6 separate regions of the Mus musculus genome follow, and all the other regions are linked to region 3. Evidence: chromatin contacts called from public Hi-C, HiChIP or PLAC-seq, Micro-C and promoter capture Hi-C data. All regions are on one chromosome and are shown on one strand. The core of a region is the stretch at or near the end of the contact, and the rest is flanking DNA. Distances in the headings are between cores, read along the strand shown. Region 1 holds the start of Gins2 (GINS complex subunit 2 (Psf2 homolog)). Region 2 holds the start of 1190005I06Rik (RIKEN cDNA 1190005I06 gene). Region 3 holds the start of Usp10 (ubiquitin specific peptidase 10). Region 4 holds the start of Hsbp1 (heat shock factor binding protein 1). Region 5 holds the start of Mlycd (malonyl-CoA decarboxylase). Region 6 holds the start of Cox4i1 (cytochrome c oxidase subunit 4I1).

Evidence for each region. Promoter capture Hi-C pulls out the DNA fragments that hold promoters and counts their contacts. A called contact is a pair of places that touch in the nucleus more often than the background predicts. HiChIP or PLAC-seq counts read pairs in DNA pulled down with a chosen protein or histone mark.
Region 1: a promoter capture Hi-C map of erythroid cells shows a contact between it and region 3, with 4 times the contacts expected there. The contact joins the promoter of Gins2 here to the promoter of Usp10 in region 3. A contact is called at or near these places in 5 of 39 promoter capture datasets (the 3T3-L1 cell line, erythroid cells, hippocampal neurons and 2 more) and 4 of 115 datasets of contacts at active chromatin or transcription factors (embryonic stem cells, extraembryonic endoderm stem cells, microglia and 1 more).
Region 2: a contact with region 3 is called in a FOXA1 HiChIP or PLAC-seq map of pancreatic cancer cells. The contact joins the promoter of 1190005I06Rik here to the promoter of Usp10 in region 3. A contact is called at or near these places in 2 of 39 promoter capture datasets (embryonic stem cells and hippocampal neurons) and 1 of 115 datasets of contacts at active chromatin or transcription factors (pancreatic cancer cells).
Region 4: a contact with region 3 is called in a Hi-C map of CD8 T cells, with 4 times the contacts expected there. The contact joins the promoter of Hsbp1 here to the promoter of Usp10 in region 3. A contact is called at or near these places in 1 of 484 Hi-C or Micro-C datasets (CD8 T cells) and 1 of 115 datasets of contacts at active chromatin or transcription factors (memory CD8 T cells).
Region 5: a Micro-C map of embryonic stem cells shows a contact between it and region 3, with 5 times the contacts expected there. The contact joins the promoter of Mlycd here to the promoter of Usp10 in region 3. A contact is called at or near these places in 2 of 39 promoter capture datasets (hippocampal neurons and pre-B cells) and 1 of 484 Hi-C or Micro-C datasets (embryonic stem cells).
Region 6: a Micro-C map of embryonic stem cells shows a contact between it and region 3, with 3 times the contacts expected there. The contact joins the promoter of Cox4i1 here to the promoter of Usp10 in region 3. A contact is called at or near these places in 3 of 39 promoter capture datasets (liver, pre-B cells and stem cell-derived epiblast-like cells), 2 of 484 Hi-C or Micro-C datasets (both in embryonic stem cells) and 1 of 115 datasets of contacts at active chromatin or transcription factors (extraembryonic endoderm stem cells).

Annotation. Positions count from the first base shown.
Region 1 is chr8:120,587,749-120,590,448 of GRCm38.p6, forward strand. It overlaps Gins2 (GINS complex subunit 2 (Psf2 homolog)), which reads right to left and starts at 1,327. Exons shown (of 5, transcript NM_178856.1): 1 at 1,178-1,327; 2 at 977-1,091. The coding sequence starts at 1,267. It overlaps Gm10614 (a long non-coding RNA gene), which reads left to right and starts at 1,429. Exons shown (of 4, transcript XR_003947476.1): 1 at 1,429-2,306.
Region 2 is chr8:120,632,902-120,635,646 of GRCm38.p6, forward strand. It overlaps 1190005I06Rik (RIKEN cDNA 1190005I06 gene), which reads right to left and starts at 1,489. Exons shown (of 4, transcript NM_197988.3): 1 at 1,367-1,489. The coding sequence starts at 1,453. The region is part of intron 1 of Gm27021 (predicted gene, 27021); the gene reads right to left.
Region 3 is chr8:119,908,986-119,911,685 of GRCm38.p6, forward strand. It overlaps Usp10 (ubiquitin specific peptidase 10), which reads left to right and starts at 1,375. Exons shown (of 14, transcript NM_009462.2): 1 at 1,375-1,954. The coding sequence starts at 1,934.
Region 4 is chr8:119,343,264-119,346,001 of GRCm38.p6, forward strand. It overlaps Hsbp1 (heat shock factor binding protein 1), which reads left to right and starts at 1,275. Exons shown (of 4, transcript NM_024219.1): 1 at 1,275-1,357; 2 at 1,673-1,739; 3 at 2,350-2,470. The coding sequence starts at 1,313. The coding sequence ends at 2,468.
Region 5 is chr8:119,393,545-119,396,244 of GRCm38.p6, forward strand. Mlycd (malonyl-CoA decarboxylase) reads left to right here and starts at 1,350. Exons shown (of 5, transcript NM_019966.3): 1 at 1,350-1,926. The coding sequence starts at 1,402.
Region 6 is chr8:120,666,874-120,669,573 of GRCm38.p6, forward strand. It overlaps Cox4i1 (cytochrome c oxidase subunit 4I1), which reads left to right and starts at 1,352. Exons shown (of 5, transcript NM_009941.3): 1 at 1,352-1,482; 2 at 2,436-2,509. The coding sequence starts at 1,373. Gm27021 (predicted gene, 27021) reads right to left here and starts at 1,269. Exons shown (of 4, transcript NM_001308449.1): 1 at 884-1,269. The coding sequence starts at 1,105. Emc8 (ER membrane protein complex subunit 8) reads right to left here and starts at 1,214. Exons shown (of 5, transcript NM_010926.6): 1 at 884-1,214. The coding sequence starts at 1,105.

The sequences.
Region 1 (2,700 bases), core at 77-2,576, 680 kb after region 3:
TGACCTCAGATCCCAGGACAGAGAGGCCTCCTGCACTCCTGACTGCTCCTCTCCATGTAGCAAAGGCAATAGAAGTCTGTTCCCCTGCTCCCCAACCCTGGCCAGCAGACACTGGGAAATGGACTCAGGCTTTGGGGGACAGGGGTGCTAAAGATGCCCCTCAAGGCACAGAAACTGGGGTCCCAGTTTCAAGACTATCAGAGTCACCAGACAGTGGTGGCGCACGCCTTTAATCCCAGCACTTGGGAGGCAGAGGCAGGCGGATTTCTGAGTTCGAGGCCAGCCTGGTCTACAGAGTGAGTTCCAGGACAGCCAGGGCTACACAGAGAAACAAAAAAAGACAAACAAAAACAAAACTTGTTTAAGGTTGCATCTCTGTTCCCCAATCCCTACCTGTACTGGCTAGTTTTGTGTCAACTTGACACAGCTGGAGTTATCACAGAGAAAGGAGCCTCCCTTGAGGACATGCCTCCATGAGATCCAGCTGTAAGGCATTTTCTCAATTAGTGATCAAGGGGGAAAGGCCCCTTGTGGGTGGTGCCATCTCTGGGCTGATAATCCTGGGTTCTATAAGAGAGCAGGCTGAGCAAACCAGGGGAGGCAAGCCAGTCAAGAACATCCCTCCATGGCCTCTGCATCAGCTCCTGCTTCCTGACCTGCTTGAGTTCCAGTCCTGACTTCCTTGGTGATGGAAGTGTAAGCCAAATAAACCGTTTCCTCCCCAACTTGCTTGTTGGTCATGATGTTTGTGCAGGAATAGAAACCCTGACTAGGACACCACCCCACCCCCAGACAGGGTTTCACTGTGTAGTCCTGGCTGTTTGTCCTGCACCTCCCTCTGTGGACCAAGCTGGCTTCAAACTCAGAGATCTTCCTGCCTCTACCGCCTCTAAAGAGTGCTGGGACTACAGGCGTGCGCCATCACTACAGCCCCCTCCCCGTACAAGCCCGCCCACCCGGGCCCGGGAATGCTCACCCACATCCATCCATTCCGGAGGTAACAGGCGGCACTTCTGTCTCTGTTTCAGGTTAATGGCCAGCCACAGGGGCACGTCCACGGGTAAGCCGGGGTTGAAGGGCCCCAGGTCCCCCTGCAAGGACAACGCAGACCCCAGGTGGAAAGGAGCGGTGACCCGAGCATGATCCCAGGCCGCCGCCCCGTACCGCCCTGGCTCACCCCGATCAGGTAGATCTTGTCCAGACTGAAGTTCGGGATGATAGTCACCAACTCCTTTTCGGCCAAAAACTCCACCTCGGCCGCATCCATGTTGAAGAGTAGGCGGCCCAGGCCCGTTACCGCCCCTCCGCGACTCAGAGGCAGCGCCTCAGGCACTTCTTTCCCGCCACCGCGCGGGGCCCGCCCCTCGAACGGAAGACGTCCTGCGGCGGCCCTATAGAGACGTTGCTCTCTTCGCAGCCTCCAAGTCACAGCTAGTACAAACTCGCGGATTGGTCTGTAGGCGGAGCTGTACGCCGGCCCCGCCCCTCTAAGGCCTACCGATGCCCTTTCCAGTACTTGGGCTCCACGCTTCCTGAATCCTGATCCAGCGAGTTACAGCCCTGACGGCCCCGCCCTACTACGTCACTACCCTCTCTAGGCCCCGCCTCTGGCCCGTCCGCTTTTTTTCATTGGTCTCCGGGTCTGCCTCGACTCCGCCTCTTGCCCGCCTACCACGCTCACGGCCCCGCACCTACCTCGTTTGGGTCGGGTCTGTACAGCCCCGCCTCTTGCTCCCGCCCCTCCTTCGTTCGGCCTCGCCCCTCCTGCGCCCGCCCCCTTCTGTCCACGAGCTGGAGGCTGTGTACTTATGGCTTCTTGCTCCTTTGCGTCCTGCAGCAGGCTGAGTCCCTCGCCTGATTCCACTCTTTGAGGGTAAAGGTTTGGAGCCGAGTTTTCACCTGCGCGAAACACAGATCCAGGAATAAACGCATTCATCTCAAAGTCAGCTCCGGGTCCCCGGACATGGCTGGCTGGTCCACACAGACGCCATATCGAAGGAAGTGTTTTCCCTTTAATTTTAGTCTTTGCCCTTTCTACAGATGGTTTAAAAGCAATGAAAATGCGCCTCCCCTATCTGCTCCATGCAGATCCTTCGAGACAGAGCCCAGAATCAGAACTTTGGCAAACCAAACCTCAGGTGAGACTACAGGGACAAGTTTGCACACGTATTATCATTCTTTTATTATTGTTGTTATTGCAATTGTGAAGATGGAACCCCGGTCCTCAAAAATGATAAGCACAGCCTCTTCCACTGAGCTATACCCTGGAGCCTGATGCCCTCAAGCCTTCTGTACAGAGTGCCTTGGTAAGCCAACAGCCCTAGAGTCCTTGCATTAATATGGCCCCACAGGGGCATTTTGAATCAGGAGTCTTGTGAGGACAGCTGAACTATTAATAGGCATTATAATCAGGGTGACTCTGGCAGGGTGCCAGCAGACCAGGGTAGCTCCTGGGGAGGAATAGGTCACCTACAACTGGTAAGGACAAGAGGGGCTGGATCTGAGTGTGAAACCCTCACCACTGGGCGCTGAGGTGAGGTGTAATCTTAGTATTCCATAGGTGGAAGCAAGAAGGATCACCAGCTAGGGACAGCCTGAGTCACTCAGCATTTCCTATCTCAAAAATAAAGATATGCAAGGATAGGGGCGTACTCTAATAGAGGGGTTACCCCCTGTCTTAGTCAGGGTTTCTATTCCTGC
Region 2 (2,745 bases), core at 239-2,738, 720 kb after region 3:
TATTTCCCATGATTTTACAGGCCTGGCCTAGCTTCCCCTCCTAACCCCCAAGATGAGAGCCATTTCCTGCTGCCTTAGGGCTAACACCTGGACTTATCACCCTTCCTGCCTCAGTTTCCCGCCTCTAAAATGGGGACAAGAGGCAACTTTGGTTAGAGGGTTGTGTGAGTGTGAAGACAGCCAGCTCAGGAGCAGGTCTGGCACAGGCCAACTGCTGGCTAAGCACTCACATCTCCGCGTCCTCAGCCCAGGAGGACGAGTTGCTTTGTAAGTGACCTACACCTCCCTAGGGGACGCACACTCCGGCCTGGTGTGTGCCCACCAGCTGAGGCCTTCCAGGGACAGATTAGACACAGCTTTCCACGGCCTTGGGGCTGGTGGAGGGATTAAGTCTTTCCATAAATATACAGCCTTTCTCCTGTGCAGAGGACCCGGACCTGAGGGAGGGGGGACCACGAAGGGGACCAAGCTACATTGTGTCCTGACTAGGAAAGGGATCTGGATAGGCAAGAGGTGCTTTCAGCTGCTAGCACAACCAGAGAGGTGTCTCAGGCTGGAGAGAGACATCAGAATCTGCCACACAGGAGAAGCCGTCTGGGACTCAGTTTCCTTGTCTGTAAAACAGGGCGTGTTCTAACATTTCTCTACTCTCTCGGGAACGACTCCTACATTGCGCTGCACCGTTCTCTTGGCAAAGGCCAGAAGTCCTTCCTGCCCTCAGAGTCCCCAAGGGGAGCTGCGGGTCCTCTTTTTAATAAGCGCCCTCCCCAGATCTGCCAGGGCCAGCCCTGCCAAGAGAAGTGCCTGCTTCGAGCGGGTCGCCCTTTGCGGTCGCGAAGCTGCTTTGATGTACTGGGCGCCCCTAAGCGAGGCAGCTCATCAATAATACATTGGAAACACTTGGTGGAGGGAAGCGGTTCCTCCCGAGGCCTCCTGCCCCCACCTTGCCCGACTGCTCGGCAACCTGACAACCCAGCCGGGTGCAAAGAGGGGCCTGAGGCTGCCACGCGCGGGACACGCCCCCGCCCGATGTCAGACACGCGGCCAGAGGAGGCCGAGCTGATCAGCGAAGTCTGCAGGAAGTTGTGGGACGCCAGGGTCCAAAGGGTCCCCCATCACTCTGGAGTCCCCACCACCTTGGGGTCTCCACAGGCCACCCCTCCCCCGTCTCCACCCCACCCCATGCTCCCTACCCTCCCGGGTTCCCCAACCCGGGTCTCCACCGTCTCGGATTCCCCACCTCGGGGTCCCCTTGGTCCCAGATCTCCACGATCCTGGGGTCCCTCGTCCTGGGTCCCTATCCCAGGTCGCCAAAACCCAGGTCCCGGTGCGTCCGCCGTGGCGCGCACGGCGCGCGCACACTCACCGCTTCCTGGGGCGCGCTGGGCGCGGACGCTGGCGGCCGTGAGGGACACCAGGCGACGCGCTTGCAGCCGTGGGCCGCGGGGGTCATGGCCCGGCCTGCTCTGCCTGCAGCCGCGCTTGCCTCGGCCCCCGCCCGGCACCTGGAGGGCGGCGCCGCCCGGGCCGCTCCGCCCCGCAGCCCGCCCAGGGCTCAGCCACAACCCCTGCCGCCGCGCCTCCCTGCCCGCCTCCCCCACCGCAGCCGCGCTCCCGGCACCGGGCAAAGTTTGGGCATCGGCCGGCTGTCCCCGGTTCTGTGGAAGGAAATGGGGAGCCCGGCTCCGCCTCCTGTGCAGAGACGCAGAGGTAACGCCCCCGGCTCGTCGCTGCAGTTGGGAGGTTCAGGTGGCATTGTGACTCCCGGGCTTCCCCGCTGCTGGGTTCTGGCATTTTGACTGGCCACGTGCCCCCGCCTGTCACAGCTGGCAGAGGACCTGAGGGTGAAGACTCAGAGGCCTCGGGCTGCCGCCTCCCCACTCCCTATATCATGATTACTTTTGTATTATTTGAGATAGGGCCTCTTGTAGCCCACACAAGGCTGCCCTTGAACCCCTGATCCTCTGACCTCTATCTCCTAAGTGCTAGGATTACAAGCTTGGGGCCAATGCCTAGCCACCTTTATTTTTATGTTTTTGATGTCATGGCTTCCCCGTACCCCTCCTCCATACATCCAGCAAGTATCCACCACTGAGCCATACACCCACACCCTTTCAATACCCAGGTGTGGCTTCCAGCCCTGTCTCTTTTTCTTTTCTTTTCTTTTCTTTTTTTGGTTTTTCGAGACAGAGTTTCTCTGTATAGCCCTGGCTGTCCTGGAACTCACTTTGAAGACCAGGCTGGCTTCGAACTCAGAAATCTGCCTGCCTCTGCCTCCCGAGTGCTGGCCAGCCCTGTATCTTAATGGTTCTCTCATGGGACCCTCCTCAATGCCCCACGCACCTGCCTAGATCAATTCTTTGTCGCAAGTCTGTAGCGTGTGGCCACTCTACCAGCCTCAGGTCTCCGTACCCCCGGGCTGTGTATGTTTCTAATGACTATAAGGGGAAACTGAGTCCAGGGCAGGAAAGTGGAATTCCTGCGGTGGATACACAGGTACGATCCTACTATGAACCATCACTAAAGAAAAATGCAGTGACATTTCAGACCCTGGCTTTGTTAAGGCCACAGGGATAGGAGATGGATCAAATATTCTTCAGAATTCCAGCAGAAGTGGGTAGGATAGCCCATGTCCCACCTTCCCCAGGCAACATGGGGCCTGCCCTGGCTTGAGCCCCCAGGTCCTCGTGTGAAGTGGGCATTCCTGGGCCAGCACTTTGTGCCTGCCTGCCATGTCTGTCTCCA
Region 3 (2,700 bases), core at 125-2,624:
GGCCAAAAGAAAATTCTCAGGAGAAAGAAACCATTGAACCAACTCGTAGAGTTTTGCTTTGCTTTGCTTTGTTTGCTTTGTGGAGCCAGAGTTCGGAGTATGAAGCGTAGCCCTGTACTAGGGAAGTAGGGGCGGGAGATACAGGAGTTTCAGTTCATCCTTGGCTGCTAGAAAGTTTGAAGCCAATGTGCATGGGGCGCACGCCTTTAATCCCAGCCCTTGGGAGGCAGAGGCAGGCAGATTTCTGAGTTCGAGACCAGCCTAGTCTGCCAAGTGAGTTTCAGGACAGCTGGGGCTTTACAGGGAAACCCTGTCTTGAAAAACGAAAGAAAGAAAGAAAGAAAGAAAGAAAGAAAGAAAGAAAGAAAGAAAGAAAGAAAGAAAGGAAGGAAGGAAGGAAGGAAGGAAGGAAGGAAGGAAGGAAGGAAGGAAGGAAGAGAAAGAGAGAAAGTAAGTTTGAAGCCAGTGCGCATGGTGGTGCCCACCTTTAATCCCAGCATTTGGGAGGCAGAGGCAGGTGCATTTCTTAGTTTTAGGCCAGCCTGGTCTACAAAGTGAGTTCCAGGACAGCCAGGGCTACACAGAGAAACCCTGTCTTGAAAAACCAAAAAAAAAAAAAAAAAAAAAAGAAAAGAAAGTTTGAAGCCAATTTTTGCTACATGTGTAGCACAGCAAAGAAAAACAAAACCAAGACACCTGAGGGCAACTCTCTGGAGCAGCTGTGCCCACACTTGAACATTATCCTTTTCCTTCTTGTCTCTAGATCCTAAACTCAGTCCTACCCGTGTACCCTCTCTCACCTCTACTTAATAAACTTGCCAACTTTGCCCCACAGGGGCTTGTCATAAAATTCTTTCCTGGCCCGGCAGTGGTGTACACCTTTAATCCCTAATCCCTGCACGCTGGAAGCAGAGATAGGCAGATCTCAGAACTCAAGGCCGGCCTGGTCTACAGCTGGGAGTAGGAGGTTTAGTAAGGTTTTTTGTTTGTTTTTATTATTATTATTGCCTATATGGCTGAGTCAAGAACTTTCCCGTGTGTATACACTTGCGTGTGTGCAATAACTAACACCTACTGAGTCTCTACCCTTTGCAGAATGTGCTAAGTCATCAACATGACTATCCACCCCCCACCCCGAGACAGAGCTACCTTACGTAGCTGTGTGTGACCTGGAACTTGCTATGTAGACTGGTCTGCAATTCATAGATGATCGTCCTACCTCTGCAGTCTATATACTGAGCTCACAGGAGTACAATTCCTGGATTAACGAGTTCTTTCTAAAATTGTTTATTTTGCGTGTGCCCCTTTGTATGTCAGAAGACAGTCTGTAGTTGGTTTTCCCCTGGCGTCATGTGGATCCAGAGAATGGAACTCATTTGGTCCTCAAGGGTACAGGAGGCAGGGCTCCGTTACCCGCTGAGTCATCTCACTAGCTCCTTCAACGTTTACTTTTATGTTTTACAAAGAAAAAAAAAATCTTTTTTTCCCCAATGCCAGGTAAAACAAGCTAGTGAAGAGAATGAAGAGTGAAGGAATGAATGAATGAACGAACGGTCAGAAGAGCGCGCTCCATAGGGTAAGGGATCCTTGGAGATCTCCAGCGGAGATCCCAGGGCGGAGCTCAGGCGGACCCAGCGCAGTAACCACTCCGGAACTCCACCTTGCAGCCCCAGGGTGCCTGGCCAGCTCCATCCTCACGCCCTCGCCTGGAGCAGCCGCCCTCGGCGCGCTGGGGACAGAAGGGTCGCCGGCCCGGGGCGCACGCCCACCTGTCGCGCGCAGGCGCAGAACGCCGCCTGGCTCTCCCGCGGCGCAGTCAGTGCGCAGGCGCGGCGGCCGCTGCGAGTGTGTCTGTGCGGCGAGAAGATGGCGGCGACGGGAGACGCGGCGTGAGAAGCCGGAGCAGCACCGAACCTCATTGAGACGGGCCGCCATGGCCCTCCACAACCCACAGGTAGCGCGGGCCGTGTCTGGGCTGGGAGGTCTGGGCCACGGGACGGCCTCGGGGCGACGATCGCGAGGTGCGCGGCGGGCGAGCGGTGGGGGAGGCGCCGGCACGCTGCCGGCCTAGGCCCGCGCCGCGCCCCTCAGTGCCGCGCTTCCCCGGCTTCGGAGGCCGCCCGAATCTCCCCGAGAGCGCCCGAGCCGCCCCGAGAGTGTCCGAGCCGCCCCGAGAACGCCCGAGGCCGCAGGGAAGGCCTCCGCGTGCCCGGCCCGCAGCCGCCGAGTCCCGGGCGACGCTCTGGCCCAGCGCCGCCGGGGACCTGGCCCCTGGCCTCGGGAATTCTATTGCAAAGAAAACCGGGAAGCGCCGGGGCGGCATACTCCGGTTTGCCCGAGACTGACACCTTTTGCACGGTGTCCGAGCCCGGGCTGGGTCGGGGCCCGGCAGGCCGGATTGCCTGCTGTGTTTTCTGTGCCCGGAGCTGCTCCTGCAGCCCCTCTCCTAAGATGCACTTAGGACGAGTGAGAAGTCAGCACGTGGTGCCGCTTCTCCGGGCTGCGACTCTCGGGAAACTAAGAAGTAAAATTGCCTTTTTGAGGATGGTAGGTGGATGTATGTACAAGGCAGGTGAGGTCGGTCTGGTGAGGCCACCTTTGAAGAACGATCGTCTTTTTATTTGATCTTTCTCTTGGTCCACGATCGCCTCTAACTTAAGTTTTTTTTTTTCCCTATCTCAGCCTGGTGCGTTGCAGGCA
Region 4 (2,738 bases), core at 25-2,524, 570 kb before region 3:
GCCATCCATGTGCCTGTACAATTCACTGTAACGTAGGAACATGGAGAACTCTGGCCGGTGTTGGCTCTGCAGAGGGGATCAGCCACTCCTCCTGCCCTGTCTAGAGTCTTCCTTAAGCTGCCCAACTCCCTATAACAGCCCCAAGGTAGGGTGGAACAATCGGACCTTATATCCTAACGCCGCGTACCTTCACTGGTTTGCTAGACTCAGAGACACCCCCACTCCAGTCCATAAATGTAAAGAATTGGATCTGTCTTAGTTAGGACATCTATTGCTGTGAAGAGACACCATACCCACAACAACTCTCATAAAAGAAAATATTTAACTGGGGCTGGCTTACAGTTCAGAGGACTAGTCCACTATCATCATGACAGGAAGCATGGCATGTGCAGGCAGACATGGTGCTGGAAGAGGAGCTGAGAGTTCTACATCTGGATCCACACACAGCAGGACACTGGCCAGGCTTGAACTTCTGAAACCCCAAAGTCCGCCTCCTAGTGACACACCTCCTCCAACAAGGTCACACCTACTCCAACAAGGCCAAACCTCCTAATAGGGCCAGTCCCTATGGGCCTATGGGGCCATTTGTATTCAAATGACCACGATATTCTATCCCAGCCTCCTCCACTGCCTGCACTGTGTTTTGTCTGTGTGAGGTTGTTGGGTCTCCTAGATTTGGAGTTGTGAGCTACCCTGTGGGTGCTGGGAATAGAACCCGGGTCCTCTGGAAGAGCAGTGAGTGCTCTTAACCGCTGAGCCATCTCTCCAGCCCCCTAATGTTTTTTAGTAGTAACAGAACACTTTCTTATTTTGTGTGTATGTTTATGTGTGTATGCATGCATGTCACAGCAGTGCACACACAATTTGTGGGAATCGAGTTTCTGCTTCCAACATGTGGATCACAGAGATTGAACTCACAGTGTCAGACTTTGAAGCAAGCTCGTCACCGGCTTCGCCTTGCAAGGCCTGAGTGCCTAACTACATCCATGGAAGAAGCCAACGCTAATCCCCACAATTTTGGTCCATTTCCGGCGTTTTCTCCTCCTCTTCCTCTCGGTTCAGCCTTCAGGGTGGAACTGGGCGGAAGATGAAGGCGGAGCTAAGAACTGGGGGGCGTAGCTTATCCGCAGGCAGGACAATCTGAAGCCTCCTAGGACCTTCCGGTGCGTGGCAGAAACTACAACACCCACAATGCCTCGCGGTCCCGTGACCGTGTAGTCGCGAGAACTGTCGGCTTGTGGGCGTCTGCGCCGAGAAACCGAAGTGTAGGTGACGGTTCCGAGACATCGCCGCCAAGCTGGGCACCGGGGAGATGGCCGAGACGGACCCCAAGACCATGCAGGACATCACCTTGGTGGTAAGCGGCAGCCTCATATGGGCCTGGACACCCCGGGGCCGCTCTCGGCCCTGGCGTGGGGTGTGGCCAGCGGCCTCGGCCCGCGCACCTGCGGGGCTCGCCCTCCGGTCGGCCCCGACCCGGACCCTCCGGACCTGACCCGCAGGGACACCGATCCGAGCTGGCAGGCCCTTGCTGAAGGCCTCACACTCCAGCCGGGAACCACCACCACCCCACCCCCCCTTCATGCCTGCGTCCTCGGCTCCCCAACGCCGGTCCCAGGAAGGGGGTCTCGGCATAGGTTGGGATCGGCTGACTTGTCCTGGTTTCTCTTAGGTGGAGACGCTCTTGCAGCAGATGCAAGACAAGTTTCAGATCATGTCAGACCAGATCATCGGAAGGAATATCCTTTTGATTTGGAGGCAGTTTCTTAACTGTGGGGGTGAGCGGGGTGGTTTACAAACAGATTTCAGTTAGTCATTTAGAAATTGCCTTTTTTTTTACAAAGGGTTTATTATTTTTAATTATATGTATAAGGGGGTACTGGGAGTGACTGAGACCAGAGGCGTTGGATCCCCTGGAGCTGGAGTAACAGGCGGTTGTGAACTGCCCAGTACACTCGTGCCCTCTGCAGGAGCCTCGCGTGCTCTTAACGGCCGAGCCTTTTCCCCGTCCCCACTTAGAAGTGTCTTTCCTGATCTTGGCTATATTGTGTTCCCGTGGAGGACTGTGCCAAGAGCCAGAGACACAGCGAGACCTACCCCAAGCCCTTGTTGGTGCCCCTCCAGAACACCAGTAAAGGGGTTTGCATGGTAACCGTTGTCTGGGAGTACTTCTAGAGTTGGAGGTGTAGGGAAGAAAACTCACCCCAGTCCCCCCGAACCCCGACCGCCAGGCTGTCACTGTAGCCAGATGAAACTGGGGAAGCAGCTGTTTAAACCAGTGGGCGGGGGCCTGGGGGGGAGAGGCCGAGGTGAGGTGATGCTGCCGTGCGGGCTCTTTAACTGTGCCACTAGATGACATGAGCAGTCGGATTGACGACCTGGAGAAGAATATCGCTGACCTCATGACCCAGGCTGGAGTAGAAGAACTGGACCCTGAAAACAAGATTCCTACTGCCCAGAAGAGTTGAAGGTGAGGGGGGGGGGTTACCTCAGCGTAAAACGCCCGTCAGTGCGACGGGGTGGGGGGGTGTCGTTGATCGGTTATCAGGAGACCTCTCTCCTCCCCACCGGTGAACTCCCAAGTTTTTGAAATACCACCCGAAGTGAGATCTGACGCCCTCTTCTGGTGAGTCTGTAGACAGCTACAGTGTACTTATCTATAATAATAAATCTTCAGGCCGACCTGAGCGAGCACAGGTCCTAAATTCAATTCCCAACAACCACGTGAAGGCTCACAA
Region 5 (2,700 bases), core at 100-2,599, 520 kb before region 3:
TAAAGTGACTTTCCCCCTAGCTGGAAGGCACGTGGTCCATCTTAAGTTCTTATCAAAGAGCCAGGTACAGGTTGGAGCCTGGATCCGGTTGTAAGGTCCCAGACGTCATTCTTGGGATTTGGTCTATCGATAGTTTGAAGAGAAACCATGCACCAAAAAATGAACTGTGGTTTCTCTAGGACAGTCACAACAGTCTGGATCCAAGATGACTGTCATCATATCAAGCTGAATCCATACAGAGCCTACTCTACCAGTCTGATTCCTTTTTGCAGTTATTTTAATGTGACTCCCTCCCTCAGATGGTAAACTGAAGGAGAATGAGCAGGGCTATTTCAAATGCAAGCCTAGGGTGGGCCTGGAACTCACCAAACAATTGAAAATCATTTCACTGAAAGAATGAATGAATGAATGAATGAATGAGGCCCAGCAAGGAAGCTGGTAGGGAAGAGATTCTTCCTATACCCATTTCCGGCATGACCAGACGGAAGCTCTAGGATGCAGCAGGAGGCATGGGCTGGGTCTCCAGCAGTTCTGTCTGGGTGGGATTCTTGACATGAGCCAGAGAGTACCTAGGGAGGGTCTGTTGGGAGAGACCCTGTTCTACTGTCCGCGGGTCGGGACAGGGTCAAAATGTCAAGTCAGAGAATTACTCTGAGAATTACATGCTTGGTGTGTACATGTGCATATACATTTCCTTGTACACACGTGTGGGGGTGCACGTATGTACATGTGTGGTTCTGGAAGCCAGAAGACACCTCGAGTGATGGCGCTACCCGCATACTTTTTGTTTGGTTGGTTTGGAGATAGGGTCTCTGGCTGACCTAGACTTACCTTGTTATCTGGACTGGCTGGCTCTTGTCCACCTCCCTGAGCTAGGACTACAAGCGTTTTCCCATGGGTTCTGGATATGAACTCAAGTTCTCAATCACTTTATCAAATGAGCCATCCCCATTCCTAGGAGACCTAGTCCAGCATGCAACCTTAAATTTCTCAGCTCCTCACCTACGCTAGATCCGAACCCTAGCACAGGAGGCTGCGTGCATAGCACGGTCCCGGGAAGAGCTGAGATGTCAAGCTCTCAGATCAAGAGAAGCGCGTGCGTAGTGGGGAAAGGGACTGAGGCGGTGACTCTCAGAACAGGTGTAAGGATGCAAGCCAAGAGGGCGAGTCAGGTGCCCCGGGGCTACCGGGTTCCGGGGACCTTTGGCTGCACTTGGCCTCCGGCCTGAGAAAGCCACCTCGCCCCTCCCCCGCCGTTCTACCCCCCGATTGGCCAATGTCTCCGTCCGCCGTCCGGCCTCGGCCAATGGGGCCGGCGAGAAACCGGAAGCCGGAGCCGGAAGCGAGGCAGAGGCCCGCTCTCCAGTGGCGTCTCCCGCTAGCAGCTGTCGCGGAGCTGTCATGCGAGGCCTCGGGCCAGGCTTGAGGGCTCGGCGCCTGCTCCCACTGCGGTCCCCGCCGCGGCCTCCGGGGCCCCGGGGACGTCGGCTGTGCGGCGGGCTCGCGGCCAGCGCCATGGACGAGCTGCTGCGGCGAGCCGTGCCCCCGACGCCGGCCTACGAGCTGCGCGAGAAGACGCCGGCGCCCGCCGAGGGCCAGTGCGCCGACTTCGTGAGCTTCTACGGCGGCCTGGCCGAGGCGTCCCAGCGCGCCGAGCTGCTCGGCCGCCTGGCTCAGGGCTTCGGCGTGGACCACGGCCAGGTGGCCGAGCAGAGCGCCGGGGTGCTGCAGCTGCGCCAGCAGGCGCGCGAGGCGGCCGTGCTGCTGCAGGCGGAGGACCGGTTGCGCTACGCGCTCGTGCCGCGGTATCGCGGCCTCTTCCATCACATCAGCAAGCTGGACGGCGGCGTGCGCTTCTTGGTGCAGCTGCGGGCCGATCTGCTGGAGGCGCAGGCCCTCAAGCTGGTGGAGGGGCCGCACGTCCGGGTAAGGCCCCGCCCGGGCCACCGCGACCCCGGGGCCGCCGCCCCCCGCCACCGCCCCGGGGCCCTGCCCACTTCCCACTCCCCACTCCCCAGACCCTTACCCATGCCCCTGCAGCCACCTCGCCGGCCTCAGATACCACGGTGCTTACTGCGTGGTTCGTAGCACTATCCTCGGGGGTCACTGTCGGGTGTGACACCCATTGCGCTTACTCCAAAATAGCTCTAGTTTTAACTGCGCTGTTCTTGAACAAGGATGGAACACGGCTTTGGGCAAAGTTTGGGCACCTCCCACGAACGTCCATCACCCTAACAGGTTACACGAAATGCACAAACATGGCCAAAAGTCAAGGTCACCACCGCCTGGGTCTCTAAAGCCTCCAGTCCTCTTTCTGCAATCTGACTTTGGACAAGAGATTTGATTCCAAACCCCCAGCCCCAGACGCAGTGATCCTAAGTTGACTTTTTAGTACCTGTGCTAGTCAGCAGCTTACCCAGCGATATCATGTAGCGTACAGATAACGGAGGTGTATATAGCTGAGACCCAAAGGATTGTCTAGCATAGCTGCCAGCCATTAATATTCAATAAAGAGGAGCATTGACCCTGAGTTCATACACAATGATATCACCATTTCAGAAGTCCCCAGTGTTCAAAGCCTCATCTGCTTTTTTCCTGACCTGCTTGAAACAGGCATGGCCATTTTTACTTCCATTCTGTCCTTTCGGTTGACACCTATCTCCTTTAGAGTGAAGGACATGACACGCTGAGGTGATGAGC
Region 6 (2,700 bases), core at 102-2,601, 760 kb after region 3:
GGCAAGGCCACAAGAGTGAAACCCTAACCCTCTCCCCCAGAAAACAAAAGAAACAGAAATCAAGGAATGCGAGTCGCGTCGGTAATCCCAGTTCTCAGGAATCTAGAGCAGGAAGTGCTGGGAGTGCCAGGCTAGCATGGGGGGCTACATTCAAAGCAAGTCTCCGATTCAATGCAGTCATTTTGGTGGGAGAGGGGGAGACAGGATTAGCATTCCCTCCTAGGCCAGCTCAGATTTTTAACTTCAGAGCTCATTCTGAGATGTAAATGAGGCTGTGGGGAGACTGGGTGGTTACGGGTCTGATCTGTTTCTCAGGTGCGTCAGGACTGCACCTGAGAGCGCTTCCAAGATGTAGTAAGCAGCGCCTGACCATATCAGTCCAGGGCTTTATAAAGGCAAACCGCAGAGTTAGAATTCCGGGTCTTGCAAATGTCTCTTAAGCAGAGAAACCGAGTTTGATTACAAGCGCAGAAACAGCAGTCCGTATTATAACCTATAATCTTGCTAAAACAGCAAGTCTGGGGCAAAAAAATCGGCAAGTGGACCCACAAAATACAAAAACAAACAAACAAACAAAAAAACCTCTGTAAAACTAGAGATTTACATGCTATAGGCATTTTTTTCTTTGTGGCCTCACAAACACATTAAGTTTAAACTTTAAACGTTACCTATCCCAGATCTCACTAATGTAGACCAGGCTGGCCTCGAACTCTTGCCTCCCCATCTCGAGTGCTGGTTTTAAGGACGTCCACCACACATTCGAGTTTCTCGGTCATCTTACAAAACCTCGAGAGCTCCCCGGGAGCAGCCGCAGCGTCCCGCGAAGGGCGCCCGACTCCGCCCGGCCCGGAACCCCGCGCCGCGGCCTCGACCGCGAGCTTACCAGGGTGAGCGCCACCTCCAGCATGGGCGTCAGAGCCAGCGTGCCGTGGAAGAGCGGGATGCAGTCCACGAAGAGCGTGTGGCTGCCCGCTCCGGGAGGATGCTCCTTGCGCGGCCTCTGCCTCTCGGCCACCAGGAGCCCGTTGACGGCGCAGTGCGGGTACTTGGCGCCGTGGAGCACCATCTTGCAGTAGGCCTGCGTAGTCAGCTTCACGCCGGGCATCGCGACCCACGCACCGCGGTCCTCCGCCACGACCCTCCGCTGCACGCCGTGACGCTCTCGCACCTCCGGCCGCGGCCTCCCGCCTCAGCCGGTCGGCCGGAAAACGTCTGCCGGAAAGCAGCTGCTACCCGCTCGGCCTTTCGCGACAGTTACCGCCCCGCCCCGCCTCGTCCTGCCCCGCCCTGCCCCGAGCCGCGCCGCCCCGCCCCGCCCCGCCCCGCGCTCTGAAACGGACGGGCTTGGGGCGGGGCTTCCCTGATTCCCGCGATGCTTCGCGGCTCCGTCTTGGTCTTCCGGTTGCGGGCCCCGTTCTTCCGGTCGCGAGCACCCCAGGGTGTAGAGGGCGGTCGCGGCGGTCGCCTGGGCAGCGGTGGCAGGTGACGGCCTTGGACGGCGGGTGAGGGTGGCACGGTCGGGGGCCCGAGGACCTGGAGCGCCGGGGCCGGGAGCGGTGCCTCCGAGACGCCCCCGGACCCGGGACTTGAGCGGCTCGGTGACCTTGGGGCGCCCGCTTCCCCGAGCGGGTCTGTTGTCTCGGGTCCCCGCTCCGGCCTGCCGGGCACCGGGCGTTCCCGCTGTGCCAGGCCCGAGGGACAGCGACCTGAGCCCTGACGTCACGCTACGGTTTCTGCCGCCCCGGGCGTTGATTTTTTTTTTCCCGGGCTCGGACGTTCTTTCTCGGGGATCGAATCTCAGGGGTTGTGCTACAGTGAGGCGTGGGGCTCGGGTCGCTGGGGCGGGTGACAGGGTCATCCAGGTCGCCTGCGGGACGCAGGAACGGGAAGCGGGCCAGGGCCTGAGCCTGGGCGGCCTCCTCCCGCTTGCCCTTCGCAGTCTCTGTACAAGTCAATTTTTAAAATAAAACTCAGTCGCAGGAGGTGTGCTACCGTGCTATCTATCTATCTATCTATCTATCTATCTATATATCTAGTTCTAGCAGTTTCAGTCATTTTTGTCTTTCTAGTTAATTTTTTAAGAAGCCGGATTTATAGTCATTGGCCAAAGCCATGTATATTACAGCCCTTGGCTTGATGTAAGGAAGTTCACCCTGTGCCTTCGCATCAGTAATAAAAACCGGATCCTGGGGGCATGCCTCTGGCCTGTAATGCCGGCTCTTACGAGGTAGAGGAAGGTAATAGTGGAAGCTTTCAGGCCAGTCCGTGCCTTAAAAAGTTGATGAAATCATTACCAAAAAAAAAAAAAAAAAACATTTAACATTTCGGGGGATAAGTTGCATTTACTTCCTTAATGTTTTGCCGCAAAAAGACTTTGGCTAAAAGGTGTTTGCTGTCATTGTTAAGAGGTATAAGGGTTTTTTTTTGTCTTTCAGAATGTTGGCTTCCAGAGCGCTGAGCCTGATTGGCAAGAGAGCCATTTCTACTTCGGTGTGCCTTCGAGCACATGGTGAGCAGGACTTTCACTCCCTTCCCTGCCCTTTTCTTTCTCCTCCCTTTGGTTTTTCATGACAGGGTTTCTCTGCATGGCTCTGGCTGCCTTGGAGCGCAGAGACTTAACCTGCCTCTGACTCCCATGTTCTGGGATTAAAGATGTGCACCGCCATGCCCGGCTCAGGACTTTTACTTTCTTTTTCTTTT